Linked DNA regions of Oryctolagus cuniculus: region 2 is linked to region 1. A link is a contact called in public Hi-C data. All regions are on one chromosome and are shown on one strand. The core of a region is the stretch at or near the end of the contact, and the rest is flanking DNA. Distances in the headings are between cores, read along the strand shown. Region 1 overlaps LOC138850461 (a long non-coding RNA gene). Region 2 holds the start of TNFSF4 (TNF superfamily member 4).

Evidence for each region. A called contact is a pair of places that touch in the nucleus more often than the background predicts.
Region 2: a Hi-C map of skin fibroblasts shows a contact between it and region 1, with 3 times the contacts expected there. The contact joins the promoter of TNFSF4 here to the enhancer-like site in region 1. A contact is called at or near these places in 6 of 6 Hi-C or Micro-C datasets (ear pinna, embryonic fibroblasts, liver and 3 more).

Annotation. Positions count from the first base shown.
Region 1 is chr7:1,484,078-1,491,810 of mOryCun1.1, reverse strand. The region is part of intron 1 of LOC138850461 (a long non-coding RNA gene); the gene reads right to left. Among named protein-coding and RNA genes, the nearest start is that of FASLG, 150 kb to the right of the region's middle. Within about 2 kb of position 3,695, at least 1 of the 8 cell types and tissues checked has an H3K27ac peak or open chromatin away from gene starts, as enhancers often do.
Region 2 is chr7:1,788,752-1,796,368 of mOryCun1.1, reverse strand. It overlaps TNFSF4 (TNF superfamily member 4), which reads left to right and starts at 3,280. Exons shown (of 3, transcript NM_001081985.1): 1 at 3,280-3,534. The coding sequence starts at 3,382.

The DNA.
Region 1 (7,733 bases), core at 2,446-4,945:
TGGCGCCCATATGGGATGCCAGCGCTTCAGGCCAGGGCGTTAACCCGCTGTGACACAGCATTGGCCCCAAGCAATTTCTTAAGCTAATTTTCAAGAATTTACTGGACCAAAAAGTCAAATATAAGTATTATTAATTCGCCAACTATGGAGCTTTATAAGTTTTTTTTTAAGAAGTATATATTTCTCATAGTATTGATTACTATGAGTACTGTTTTGGATTAATTTTTCTAATTTTTTAAGCAAAAAAATTGTATCATACTATTTTGTCTTTTATTTGAAGAGAACTGAACCCCTCTTTGCATATTTTGTGGATGTCAGTAATTGTATTTGAAAGTTCCTGTTTACACAGTCTCCCAATTTTTTTTTTCAATATTCATTTTTCTCTTAATTGGCCTGCAGAAGATTTTAAGCATTCTTATTATTTTTATGTCATATATGTTGAAATACTAGCATTTTTCATGATTGACTATTTTTTCCTCATTGGTTGAAACAGTCCTGGTCTATTTGAGGATGAGCAACTGAGTTATGGTCTATTTAGGCTCTGCGCATCAAGTCTGTACCTAGCTGTCCTTACACACTCATTGTCATTCTCTGTTTGCCTCAAAGAGAAGCCCCAAGAGATCTGGGTACTCTGTCTTTTTTTCCTTGAATGTCTTCTTTGAGAAGTTCAGGTATTCACAATTTTCACAACCCTGAGCCAATAATTCCTAAATATCACTATTTCTAAGTCAGACTACCCTGCAACCTGGTACTGTGGGTCTTGTTTGGCTGATAGAGATGTCCATTAAGATTTCATTCATTCATTCACCCACTGGGATGCATGTAGAGCCTCATATGCATACCTACTAAACATTGAAATTCTCTCAAGTTTCAGCATCTCAAAGATGTCAAGCCAAAATCACCCGCAATGCCATAAGCCAGCCCTTTCTAGTTTCTCTTTTTAAAAATTGTACCCCCAACTCTCTCCAGCTTTATTTAAAAAAGTCATAACTCTTTTATCTCTGTTATCACCACATGCAATCAGTTTTTTTTATTATTTTCCACTTCAGTGGCTCAGAAATGAACTCTTTCCTTTGTTTTCCCCATGCTTCTGTTCTGGTGATTCCTTGTCACCTGGCACCTGTTGAATTCTATCACCTCTGACTGGCCTCACCACTCTCAGCTGATTCGTCGTGGACCCTGTGCTAGATTAGCCTTCATGCAATGTGGCTCTGAAATGTCTTTGCTCTGTTGAAGGGTCTCTAGTGCTTCTGTCTGCCTGTGGAAACAAGCCCCCAGTTCACGAGCCCCTCATTAGAGGTTTCAAATCAGCTGGATTCTGCCTGTCCTAACACATATCCTGCTCTTCCACCAGTGAAACACGGTGCTTGTTCAGCACTGTTTCTGGGCTGTGCCCCAGACAAACCTTCTCACCTTTACTCATTCAATTCTGCCAAAGTATATCCCCTCACTTCTCTGTGAGCCCAAACCCTGTAAACTCAACTCTTTCTTTTTCCTCCCAGGAAGCTGGCTGCAGACAGAAGTATAGCTTAGTCTTCTCAGAACTGGAGTAGACTTCACAGAGCACCCTCAAGGCCTCTGGACCTAAAAATGCTAAATTCTACTCAACAAGAATGTATCAGGCATTCACTATGCACTAATCCTTCGGCTAAGAATTGGATAAAAAAAATGTTCCTACCCTTAGAGGAGCTCTTGCCTACTGAGGGGACAGATACAAAAACATGTCATTTCAAAACATGGGAATTTCTAAGAGAGAGGTAAATACAGGTGCTATGAGAGTGAGAGAATAGTTTGATTGGCCCAGCAATATAAAGAAGCTTCCTAGAGGATGCATCATGTGATGGGAATGTTAAAAGATGAGCAAGAGCTATCAAGACAAAGAAAGGTTGAAAGGGGGTTTGAGACACAGGGAAGAAAACAAATAAAGCCAAAGACATAAATGGTGGGAAAGAGGTAAGGGGCTAGAAGCAGCCAAATAACATTTGACTACAACATTGTGGAACAAGAACTGACCGAGATGAGACAAGAAGAGAAGAGAGGGAATCAGTCAGCCAGGCATGCAGGATTGTGTAAACTACTGCTAAGAGCTCTGTAATCTTATCTGAATGATCAGGAACCACCATACATGCATAACTGAGGAGGTGAAATGATTAAGTTTTGTTTTTTGGAGAAAGTATTCTGTCTACATTGTAGAGGACAGATTTAAGAGCAGCAAGACAGGAGGAGAAAGGAAACCATGTACGTCATCATTCTTGGCTAGGGATGATGAGGGCCTATACAACAAGATGGATAGTAGGGATAGGGCTAAAGACACAGATCTGAGACATTTCTAAACAGATTATTAAAAATATTTATTTATTTATCTTATCTGAAGGAGAGCGAGAGAGATAGAGAGAAACAGAGAGATCTTCCACCTGCTGACCCACTCCCCCATATAACTGCAATGCTAAGACTGGGTCAGGCCAATGCCAGGAGCCAGAAGCTTCATCCAGGTCTCCTATGTGGGTGGCAGGAACCCAAGCACTTGGATCATCTTCTGCTGCTTTCCCTAGGCTATTAATAGGTAGTGAGTCAGACAGGAATCAGCACCCATATTGCTTGTTGGCATCACAGGTGGTGGTTTTACCCATTATGCCACAACACCAGCCCCTTGAGAAAACATTTAAGAGCACACACCATTAGATCTTGCTAACTGCCTAGATTATGGGAGGTTCAGGGAAATAAGTCTTACATGACTCCTCAGTCTCTCTGGTTTGGGCAACTTACATGGTGACGCCAGGCATTAAGCTAGAAATAAAAGAGTCATGATATATTTGGGGGATTAGTGGTAAGGACTGGAGCTGGCATGCAGAGAATTACAATGAAGACAGTTCCAGAAATGTTGAGTTTGAGACTTCTGTAAGATATATGGGACCACAGATCACATATGAGGTCAAAGCTAAAGATGAAGTTTGGCATTGATCAATGTTCCAATGACAGATAAAACAACGACAATGATGAGACTTCCCAAGCAAAGTACATAAAGATAAATGAAGACCTTGGCAAAGGATCGACCCCTTGGGATATACAAGGGATAGAACAAGGGATAGTTAATAGATACACAGAAAAAGAAGAGGTCATAGAGACCAGAAAGGAGGGACTGAAGAAACAAGAGGAATGCCAGGACTGACTGGAGTCTAGATAAAGTCAACCAAAGAGTTTAAGATGGGGCAGAAGTACTGAGAAAGCATCCTTGTTTCAACACTATGAAGCTCACAGGTGACTTTAAGATGTGATTGTGGCTTTCCAAATGTGGGGAGCTGAAGCATGAATTAATTACAGATGTGAGGGGACTTGGCTGAGAAGGAAAGGAGAAGAATCAGGGAACCAGAGGGGATGCAGTGCCAACCAACAGCTATCTTAAGCTGAAGGACAAAGGCTGTTGAGGCACATAGTAAATGAGCACACTTTTTTTATTCATGATCTTAAGGAGAACAAACGAAATAGCAGTTTAAAAATATACTACTCAAATATCTCCTTCAGACAAAGACCAGAAATTAAGTCTCATCCATACCTTTGGTAGAGGTCTAATACGTTTTGTGTACAGGAAAATTAGGAACTTTCTGTTCTGGTTGAAAATCATAAGCACGTGGAACGGCCCCTCTTCCTTTGCAATCATCTCCTGGAGGCCTTGAGTGACTCAATGTCGAGGTGTAATCTGCTTCCAGGGAAGCCAAGCACCATTTTTGTGAGGAGTCACTGCACCACCATGTGGCCGCTCCTGAGAAGAGTGTTTCTTTCTTTTTTTTTTTTTTTTTCTTTTCTCAGCTTCAATGTTTAATCACAGAAAAGGAGACTCAGAGAGAAGAAGACTCCGTACCTCATATCACAGGCGAAGAGAACAGAGTGCACCTGTCCCATTTTTTAAATGTCTCTTTATTTCAACTGCCTTGTGGCTATCTTCTGCTCATATGAGTGACTGTATGTAGAAAAACCAGGTAATAAAAATGCATACCAAATCTCTCAGTTTTCCTTGCAACCCCAGGGTAGCAGCCCTGTCACATTCTGTCTTAAGTGCAACACACTCATGAAATGCACCACTAGGCAGAGATCATTATTCCTAAACTAATCTTTAGCATCCAGCATCCTGCCACTGGATTAATAGGATGTTGTATTTAAATTTGAGCCATTTCAAAAAAAATTTGTTTTAATGTATGCAAGTTCAAGTGGAATGGTGAAACAGAAGACATGCCGAGTAAAGTTCAAATCTAAGCTAATAAGGTGAATATCTTTATTATATTGAGATTTAAAAGTTAATTCTATAGTATCTTTTTATCCTTTTTTCTTCTTTCTTTACCTTTTTTTTCTAATAATAAAAATAGCATCATATTTTAAAAGCATAGATTTAAAGAGAAAAGAAGACACAAAAACCACTCAACAATCTCCTAACCCCAAAGTAATCTTTCTTAAAATTTTGGCACTTTCAATCCCTTCTAAGTGCTTTAAACTAAAGATATAAAATTATCATTTTATTAACCCTACCAAATTAAATGAAAGCTTAAAAAGGACTCCTTACATTTACAAATGTTATATCACTGTTCATTTTAAGCTCAATTAGAAACAGCCACCAACTCTGGGATTGCAAACCCATTATCAAACCATTAAAACACAGTAAAGTTGACAAAGTTGGGGCAACCATCACTGAAAGCAGTATCTTTAGCAAGGCCAATTATTTGTTCATCAATGCCGCCCTTAATTATTTCTAAATGTTCCTAGTGCCTTGATTTCTCTCTTCAGCTTTATGATTTCTCTCTTCAGCTCTACATCTGTAGTCCAAAGATGTTTCCCCAGAATTCTAGGTCACCTGGAGTGGAAATGCCCTAAAACAGCAAAATTTAAAAACATCCTGAGCTCTGAAGTGTTTAAATGATGCCAAAGGGCTTCTTCCAAATGTTACAGGGTAATATAAGTAATACCAATACGGGCAATGTTGACGCTTAGGAAGCTCTCAGCAGTGTTTTACAAGCCTTTCACTTAATTCTCTTACAAATGAAATGCTATTAAGTAATGACCTGACTTCGCACAACTAACTCTAGATGGTTGCCCTAAGACCCAGGATTGTGTCAGTTTCAGAAACAAGACTCCCAGAGTCCAAAACATTTTTGAGGTACTCAATGTCTAGCCAGCCCCTGGTTTTCTGATTCTTTTCCAACTGCGTCAATGTGATTACATCACAAACGCAGGAGTAAAATTACCCTGCTTCTCTTTTATGCCTTTTGTGGTCAGCCTATCGGGTTATGTTTGTCTGCGGAAACACTAAGATATGTTAGGAAGTGAGAAAAAACATGCTAATGTTCAGTTTCTGATACACAAAGTAGAAACATTCAGAAGACAGTCTATTGTCTTGAGACAGGACATTTCTGAACTCATATTCACTACATCAAAGGCCCAACTCCTGGAGAAGGCCTGTGGTGTGGAGTTGATAGGTTTCTGGGCCTCACTGCTCAGAGACAGAAAGAATGAGGCTAGAAGTAAAAGAGAAGACCACATGCCTCCATTTTTTCATGAAAGACAGCAAGCTGGGTAGGCTGGAGAGCAAGACCGTTAACCCTGTGTGTCCCAGTTGCCTGCCTTCCAAGTGTTGGCCCTTAGAGAGGAGGCATGTACATGTAACACCAAAGTGAGGGGGTTGTTTAATGCCTGCTCCCTCTGGAGGCACCTGCCATATACCAGCGTGGTGTATGACTGTATCACTCAGGAAGCCATGTAGAGGAAGTCTCTTAAGGTCAACTTTCCAAAGCAGTCCTTGGTTCCCATGGGAGTCAGAGATGAGTCAAGGGTCCATCGGGTTTCCAGTGGCTGCAGAGGCTGCGGTGGACCAGGGTTTGGCAGGCCTTGCTGGAGACCACAGGGCATGCAGCCAGTGAGAGCCACATGTGAGCAAGGCTAGCCAAAGGGGCTCTCATAGGTTCTGAGCAAACAGGGAGGTACATGGAGGAACCAGCCACCAACTTCACAGCAAATGCCAGCAAAGCACACAGCAGCCAGGTAAACACAAACCTCACCTGGATTCCAGAGAACACAGGACTTAAAGTCTTCCCCTTAAAGCCCCTTATCAGGTATCTGATAACCTCTCTGCAAGAAATCCAGGAAGAAATGGGCACAACTGGAGAATGTAGCTGTTTTTATCTACAGAAGCTGAGTATCACTCTAAAGGACTGACTGAATTATCTGATTGAACTAATTGAATCCAGGATGAACGGAATCCTCCCTTAGGCACCAACATATGGGTCTTCCTAAAGAAGACCAAATCAGTTCTGTACAAAAGAAAGGCAGCATTTTATCAGAGGTTCCGGGTTCAGTTGGCAGATTTATTACATTCACTTCTTCCTAAAACCAGAACTACAGTAAAGAAAACTTTCAAAGAAATAAATCGGGGCAGAGATTTGACATGGCAGTTAAGTCACCACTGAGGCCACCCTCATCCCATGTTACAGAACCTGGTGTGAGTCCAGGCTACTCTGCCTGCAATCCAGCTTCCTGCTAGTGTGCATCCTGGAAGCAGCAGACGATGCCAAGTACTTAGGCCTCTGCCACCCAGAGCAGAGACTCAGAGTTCTACTCACCTGCCTCAGCCTGCTCTAGCCCTGGCTGTTACAGGCACTTGGGAAGTGAACCAAAAGATGGAATATCTCTGTCTCTCTGCCTTTCAAATAAAATTAAAATAAACTTTAAAAAATATATCCACCAGAATGGGTAGAACAAGAGAAGAGGCCACAGCAACACAATTTGGAAGCCAGAAATGGGCGGATGAGTCATAACAAACTAAGCAGGTCTGAGAACGCTGAATCTCATTTTGACAGTGGCTAAAGCTAAGAAGCAGCAGGGGTAAAAGGATTGTCTGAAATAAGGAGGACTTCTTATTTCACCGCTTCTTCACATGCCCTTTGTCCCACCTTGACAGAAACCTGAAGGTCTGTTCTCTAAAAGGGGTAATGGAGGTGGTCCCTAGATCTGAGGGGACAGCAGGTACAACTGCTAGCATTGGTACCTGGCCCAACACTGGAAGGGAGGAACCATACACAGTGAATGCTGAATGCATTAAACTCTTGCCACAGCACTGGCAGAAAGAGCCTTACCTTCTAGGAAGGAAGCTGGAATCTAGCCAGCCAATCTCAATTCAATCAATGCAATGCAAGGGACAGGTATGGTGAGGGCCTCAGCCGAGCCGTCCTTTTAACTGAGTATGGACTATCCTGTTGCAGATTTTTACCCATCCCTAGTTTGAACTGATCTTGGCACTGACTGGAATTCCTGCCTTCTCTTCTATACCATTCAGTCTGGGCCAGCTTAGGATACTTCTCTCATGCTAAAAATCTGCTTTGCCCCACGCCTTAGGGCCACAGCAGGTGATGGTGAAATAAGAAGCAGAAAATGTAAAGCAGCCACTCCTTTGACTTCATTGAAGTCAGATGCTCACAGCCTGGGCCACATGACAACTTTGCTGACTCCCACATTCCTCCATTAGGATCTTGCTCCCAGACTGTACCCTACCTAGAGGATGGTAAAAACTCTCAGGTTACAGTCCAGGGGCTGTTGGGCTTATCATCGCCTGGAGCAGTTATGCAGTAGGGACAGTACTGAACTCTCTGTACAAGTGACAGCCATGCTATCACTCCAACTTCCCAAAGTGACACAATATTCTGTTTAACAATGCACACGTCAGTTGCGAAACTTAGTTTAGGTGTGAAAGA
Region 2 (7,617 bases), core at 2,031-4,530, 300 kb before region 1:
ATCAAAAGACTGAAAAACCAAACAACAACAACAGTAAAACCCCCAAACCAAAACAACAACAAAAAACCCAAAAGTTTTTGCTGCTTTCTGAGCATGAGGTCTCAGGTCAGTTATTGAGGTTGTTTTATTTTCCATACTTTTCTGTAGTCTTGACTTGGCTACTAACTTTAGAGGACCTGCGATCTGTGGGAGGAGATTTCCTTTGGCTTATTTTAGTTTCCAAGGTTTCATTCCAAACTGGTGTACTCTGAGCTGTCTGAGAATTTGATTGGTCTAAGACGCTTTAAAAACAATTGCCCATATGTGCAGTAAAATGCTTGACTTCTTTAAAAACATTTCAATTTTGTTTTTTAAAACTCATTTTCAAGATGGAAATCATCCACTTATCTGAGACTAAAATGCTATCAATGATCTCTCTATCTCTTTTTAAGATTTACTCATTATTTATTTCACACAGAGTGATAGAGACAAGGAGGAGAGGGGTGGAGAGAGAAAAAGAATATCTTCCAGCCACTGTTCCACTCCCCAGATGGCCAGAATGGCTGGGGTTGGTCCAGGCTGAAACCAGGAGCCTGGAACTACATCAGGGTCTCTCATGTGGGTGGCTGGAACCCATCTAGTTGAGCCATATTCTGCTGTCTTCCTACACTCATTGGCGGAGAGCTGGATTGGAAGTAGAGCAGCCATGACATGGGCCAGCACTCACATATGGGATGCAGGTATCACAAATGGAGGCTTAACACACTGTGCCACAATGCTAGGATCCATGAATGATATCTGTGATGGTGGTTTCATTTGTTCAAATGCTAGACCAGTCCAATGATGAGCTTTGAAATGCTTATATAACCTTTCTGACCTTCTCACCTTGAACTTCCAGTCCAATTTCTATGTGTGTGTATGTGTGTTTGCATATGTTCTCTCTCCATAACAAATGTGAAGAAATTGTGAGAATGTTCAATAAGAAAAAGAAATGACAAAGTATAAAATATCACTTAGACCTCAATCAAAACTATAGCTAGGCAAAATATGGCGGTGGAGGCTGAGACAGGGGAGATGAGAGGTGCGCCACAGGCAGGCAGGCCTCAGTGTTGGTGTAGCTGATTATGTGCCGTCTTGGGACAACACAACAATGGACATTCATTATGCTGCACAGTTCTTATATTCTATAAAGAAAAACAATTTTTCTTCATAAAAGTGATGATGTTAACACCTAGAAGCAGTGCTATTTGAGGTACAATTATGTGTGTTGTAAATGTTTGTTTTTAATCCTTTTGGCAGTTATTTAAAAATATTCTCTCTGCTTTTCAACATGAATAATTTTTACTGTTTCTTTTTCTGGCTTTTCTCTAGTTTCCTGTAGTATTTGAGGCTTTTTGCTGTGATATTTTAGTCATCTGTTGAAAATAAATGAGTAAATAGTTACTGACATCAGTGCCTCATTTATGACTATCAGCTGTTACACAAGAACTGGACCCTACACACTGATTCTTCCTTCAGTATTTTTCTCCACATGCTCTAGGTTACACATAGTTTGCTCATGGGAATAATTATTACAGATATGCTTTGAAGGAATTTACTTGATTTCTATTTCTGACTTGGAGTTACGATAATGGTGCCTTGTTATCTTTCAGATGAAAACCAACTCTGAAGACCGGTGTATTCTGCAAATGCAAGGCATGATAATTATAAAGAAGGTATTAGTTCATATTTTCATCAGCACTGTATATAATAAGCACCCTTTCCATTTTCTATAAACTGTTCCTCTCTCGAATATGCCTCATACCCATTTTCTGTGAAATAAAGTTGTATATAACAACTCATACTGATGATATCCAAAATATTTCCTACTCCGTTCTTTCTATACATACCTGTTGAGTGTCTCATGAGGAGTTCTGAGACACAATATCTTAACACAGAAGAGAGACAGAATTCTGTCTAACCCAGTCCTTGCCCAACCTCTCCATGTTGTCTATTAAGTCTGGGCTGATGATACATACTCAGTAAATATTTGCCAAGTTCAACTTGACATTGTACATAATTTTATAACTCATTTTATTTCATATATATTTCAGTTATACAGTATAAGCAGTATTTATTGATAGAAACACACACACACACATTTAATTTGAGAGGCAGAGAGACACACAGAGAGAATGTTTCCATCTGCTAGTTCACTCTGTAAATGACTGTGACAGCCAGGGTGCCAAAGCCAGGAGCCAGGAACTCAACCCAGGTCTCTTGTGTAGGTGGCAGGGACCCAAGTCCTAGAGCTGTCACCACTGTGTCCCAGATGGTGTATCAGTAGAAGCTGCAGTCAGGAGGTGTGCGGAATGTGAGACAGGGGTGTCTTAACTAGCAACTTGACTACCACGTTAAATTCCTACCCCTGGTAGAATATTCTCACTTGCCAAGCTTCTGAGTCCAGCTGGGACTTCAAAGAAAGGAATAACTTCCAAGAATTATTTATGTCTATTCAATTATTCATTCATGCAAAAATTATGTATAGGGAAAATGTAAAGCAGAGGAGTGGGAAAAAGCACTTTTTAAAACTCTTATTTTTGGCTCTGCAGAAAATTGATCATGTAAGTGTTTACTGAATTTGCCTCAAAGGCTTAAATAAGAAAAGGGTTGTAAGAGCATCTAACACAGTTTTAGAAACATGGTAGATGCAAATGAGGTGTTATATGTGACTTTGATATCATTTATGACAACTTTTACTAGTTAATACTAGCTTATTTTTAATGTGTAGGACTATAAAACTAGAGGGTCTTACTCCCTTATTTCTACATGATCCTATTTTATTCTTCTTTTTCATTTCAAGAATGGTCTCTGTGTGCTTTATTTCTGAATCTGTAAAATGCTTAGTTACATAATAAACACAAGGACTCAAGGCCACCACTTTCCTTAAATCTCTTCTGGGACTTCAGGCACCTTGAAGAAGGGATTTGTGAGCTCATACATCAACGGATGATGATCTTGATCTTTAACAAGTGACCCACAATTTGGTTACTGGTGCAATGAGAAATTAAGAAAATAGCACACGTTTGTGACTGTCATTTCACAGTCACTCAAATCAGAACTGGAATGCCACAAAAACAACTCCCTGTTAGCCCAGAGGAAAAAAAAAAAGAAAGTAAAGGGGAAATTCAGATTAGTCACAGAGAAGTTCCCCCGCCTGCTGCAGAAGCTGCAGAGTTAAAACTGAGAGACTCTGCTGTGCTCTTTCAATCGCCTTTAATCTCTGGTCCTGGGACCTTTGTCTATTTTCTGATTGATAAGCTTTGTTTTGCCTTCCTCTCCTCCCTGTGGGGAAGACGCTCGTCTTACCCCGAACAGTTCCCTAGGTCACGTCTGTTTCTTTCCTGAATCCAGATTGTGAAGATGGAAGGGGTCCGACCCCTAGAAGAGAATGTGGGAAACGCACCAAGGCCAAGGTTTGAGAGAAACAAGCTATTGCTGGTGGCCTCCGTAGTTCAGGCACTGGGGCTGCTTCTGTGCCTCACCTACGTCTGCCAGCACTCCCATGCTCCCGAGGTAAGATGCCCCACTGGGCACTTTTCCCCTCTGGCTTGTGCTGACGGCAGCTGTAACAGCTGCAGACAGTCACTTGGAAATAAGCTGATGCCAAAACAGTTGAGTATTTTTTCTCCCCGCAGCAGTCATAAAGTGTGGTCAAACATCCTGCTGTCTCTCCTTCCTTCCTTCTTTTCAGAGGTGGCGGAGCAGAGGCAAGCCAAGGGCACTGCTTCTAGGTTCTTTTTTTCTTCTTCTTTTTCTCCGCATTGCAAAAATCCCGGTATTCCTTTATGAGCTGCCACTTTGAAGATCTGGGTCATTGGTACTTGGTTTATCCATTCTGCTAATGAGTGTGGGCAGAGAATCAATAGCAAAAGAGGTAAGAAAGAGATTGATTGCCATTGTATTCATAAATTCCATGGACATTCAAGGAAATTTGCTTTGTAAAGAATGCTGAAGGTATTGAGTTATTTGAAATAGTTTGCTTTGTATTTCATTTTTAAAGATGTATTTAGTTATTATTTTATTTATTCGAAAGGGAGAGAGAGACAGACAGACAAAGAGATTTCTCACCTACTGGTTCATTCCACATATACTCTGAACAGCTGGGACTGTGTCATGCAGAAGCCAGGAACCAGAAATCAGTCCAAGTCCTCCAGTCTGGAGCCATCACCTGCTGCCTCCCAGGATGCACGTTAGCAGGAAGCTGGATTCAAGAGCAGAGCCAGGACTGGAACCCAGGCTTTCATATATGGGTTGGGGTATCCCATCCCGTATCTTAACCACTATGCCAAATGCTTGCCTTGCATGTTGAAGGTGTCTGTGTGTGCACGTATCCACACATTTACCCCAAGAATTTAATCAGATATGAGTCTGTCCCAGCCACTCACACAGACATCTTTTAGGGAGTGATCACCTTTCTGGTAGTTTTTGTGCTTAACTACAATATTCTTTCCATCTTTATTCTTGTCCCATGCTTCCCTTACTTTGCATGACTTTTTCTTAGTCATTCAGGTACACCAATGTTGTTAGGTCTTTAAAGATGTTCTTCACTGCAGGAGGTACCACAGGAAAGAAGGTAAATCTAAAGACTTTCTGTGTTGTCTTGCTGGGGTTGGTCTGAAAATTGCCAGTTCCCTGGCTGGTTGCTTTGGGGCAGGAATTCTCACCCTGGTGAAGGTCAGACAATAGGAAGTATTATCACTGATGACGAGGTCAGAGACTGGACACTTCAAATTAAAGCAGCAAATGCCTGGGCATGTTTCTGCCTACAGGAAATAGGGGTTTTCGGTACGGGGGAGACCGGTGAGCGTGTGGGTGATTAAGATCACTGTAGCACGGAGAGTGCTCACGGCCCCCAGTTCCCAAAGCGCAGCTGCTGCCCTGCTCAGGTGTGGGCCCAGTTAGCACAACAACACACCTGTCCTCTCCTTACGTCATACGTTCTCTGTGTACAGCTTTTTGGGTAAAATTAAAAGTTGACTCGGGGAGAGTGCGGGGGTGGAGTAATGTGTCCATGGCAGAGTGCCCAAGACATAGACCGGAATCAGACTCTTCCGAGAAGAAAACAGAGTAACCAAAAATAGAACAGCTGAATGCATTCACCAGGTCCCGGAGCTCTGAGAATTCTTCTTCAAACAACCACAGCGTGACAAATTTCCTTATACAGTGGGATCATGAAAAGACAGGGCACATGGCTGCAAAGGAGGCTAGCCAGTTGCATGAGGGCTCTGAGCAGGAGAGAGCAAAAAGGTGAGACAAAGGTACAACCTGCTCGTGGCCTGGAATGCTTTGGACATTGCAGAAGACAGGGGTTCTTTATGGCAAGGCATCCGGCAGTCCGTGGCAGAGCTGGGAAGGAAAGCTGAGTGCTGGCTTCCAGGACAAAGTGCTCATGGGTGAGCTGACTTCTGGGAGAGAACTGGTTTTCCGTACATCTGGCACAGAAGTGGAAGCAGAACCACAGGAAGTGTGTTTGAACTGTTGGATCAGGAAACGCGCTCCCAAATACGTACTGGAGAAGGAAAGTAATTTTCCCTGAATTCTTCACTTGACATGAACTTACACATTTTCCTATTTCTAGCGAGACTGGTTTAGCTAACATAGTTTCTGATACAAGGGGACTTTAAAGAGTTTGTGGAAAAATGGAATTAAAAGATAAGTTTATTTTGGTGCAAAGTTTTTAAAATACTTGCATAGTGTTTGTTTTCATAATGTGCATTTTCGGTGACTTTTGTTTTAAACCTCCCGCATACTGTTATAGGCGCCAAGGCAGCACCCTGGCTTTTTACATGTATTCGTAAATATTTTATTATGGGGATGGATAGCATAGACAGGTCAACTGTGTCGTCCCTGGAGCCTGATCAAATACAACTGGTGGCACCATGAGAGAGTGAGAGGGGATGTAGTAGAGAAGCTTTGCAAAAGGGCCATCGATCAGTAGCCGTTTAAAACTCATCCACAAGAATGTTTGCAAGAATGGGGAAGGTGACTGTAGTGGTTGTGATGCCAATCAAACCTCTGCTGTTATAAGACATCGTGTTACAGGGGTGTGTACTAGAGGTAAAAGGGAGCTGATCTCCTCGTTGACCTGGCTAGATTGCATCTCTTCTACTGTAGGAGAAGGGTATTTGGAAAATCATCAGGCCTTTCACTGTATTTCTTGACCTGATAATTTTTAACCTAATAAACAGTTGCTGGTGTGGATGGCTGTATAAAAATACAGATTTTAAACTGCATTTGGCAGTCAACTCTCCCTTCATTTTTATTTAGCAATCTGTTCTCTCTCTCTCCTGGGTCAAGTTTCATTTACATACAAGAAAAGCAGAAGTTTTTACTTTTGCCGTGCCAGAGAAAAGAACCCACTCATGCCTAGTATAATTCATTCTCCTCTTTTGGTCTTGATTTGCTCAGAATATCCTATGAATATGTCATTTATGTATCCATAGACTGGGGACAAACATTTGAGAAAAGGCAAACTGTGAGTTAACAGATTTTTGTGCCTAAGCTTGTGATTTCTTGGGTCTTCTTTGGGGGAAGTTTTATTTTATTTTATTTTATTTATTTTCTTCTTTTTGGAGATACTATGTTCTAGACCAGATTCATTTGTTGGTTCTCGTACTGTTTTTTTTTTTCAAGATTTATTTATTTAAAATTTAAAGTTGAGAGAGAAAAAGAGAGATTTTCTATCTGCTGGTTCACTTCCCAGCTGGCTGCAATGGCCAGGGCTGCACTAGGCTAAACCCAGGAGCCAGGAGCTTCATCTGGGTCTCCCACATGGGTGGCAGAGGCCCAAACATTTGGGCTGTGGGCCACTTTCTGCTGCTTTTCCCAGGGCAATAGCAGGGAGCAGAATCAGAAGTGGAGCAGCTGGGACATGAACTGGCATCCATAGGGGATACCAGTGTCACCAAAGGCAGCTTAACATGCTGGCCTAGATTTCTTGGATCTTATGAAAAGACTAGGAGAAATCAAATTTGTATATGTACACTTTTTTATACTTAATTTATAGCTGCACTTATCTAAAGAACTTGTTCTGAATTAGCAAAATACCATTTTTTAGAATGGGGGCGCAAGAGGCTGGCACTGTGGTGTAGTGAGTAAAGCCTGCAGTGCCAGCGTCCCATATGAGTGCCAGTTTGAACCCTGCAGCTCAACTTCCGATCCAGCACTTTGCTATGGCCCGAGAAAGCAGTGGAAGATGGCTCAAGCACTTGGGCCCCTGCACCCATGTGGGAGACACAGCAGAAGCTCCTGGCTCCCGAATCAGCTCTTGTGGCCATTTGAGGAGTGAACCAGCAGATGGAAGATCCCTCTCTCTCTGTCTCTGTAACTCTGCCTTTCAAATAATTAAATAAATCTTTAAGAAAAAAAAGCATGCAAGAATTGAACAACTTAGAAGAATATTCAACACATCAGATATAAAATTGAATGCCTCTGATTCCAAAACCAGTACAACCTGTTTGAACGTTATGTTTGATACTGTCAGGCTTCCAGTCTCACCTGGAGCTTCAGCTGGGTACCTGTGACTGATGAAAACTCCCTACTACAGTGGGAAGCCCTTGTCGATTGTGTTCATGTGCCTCAGAGCTATTCAAACCT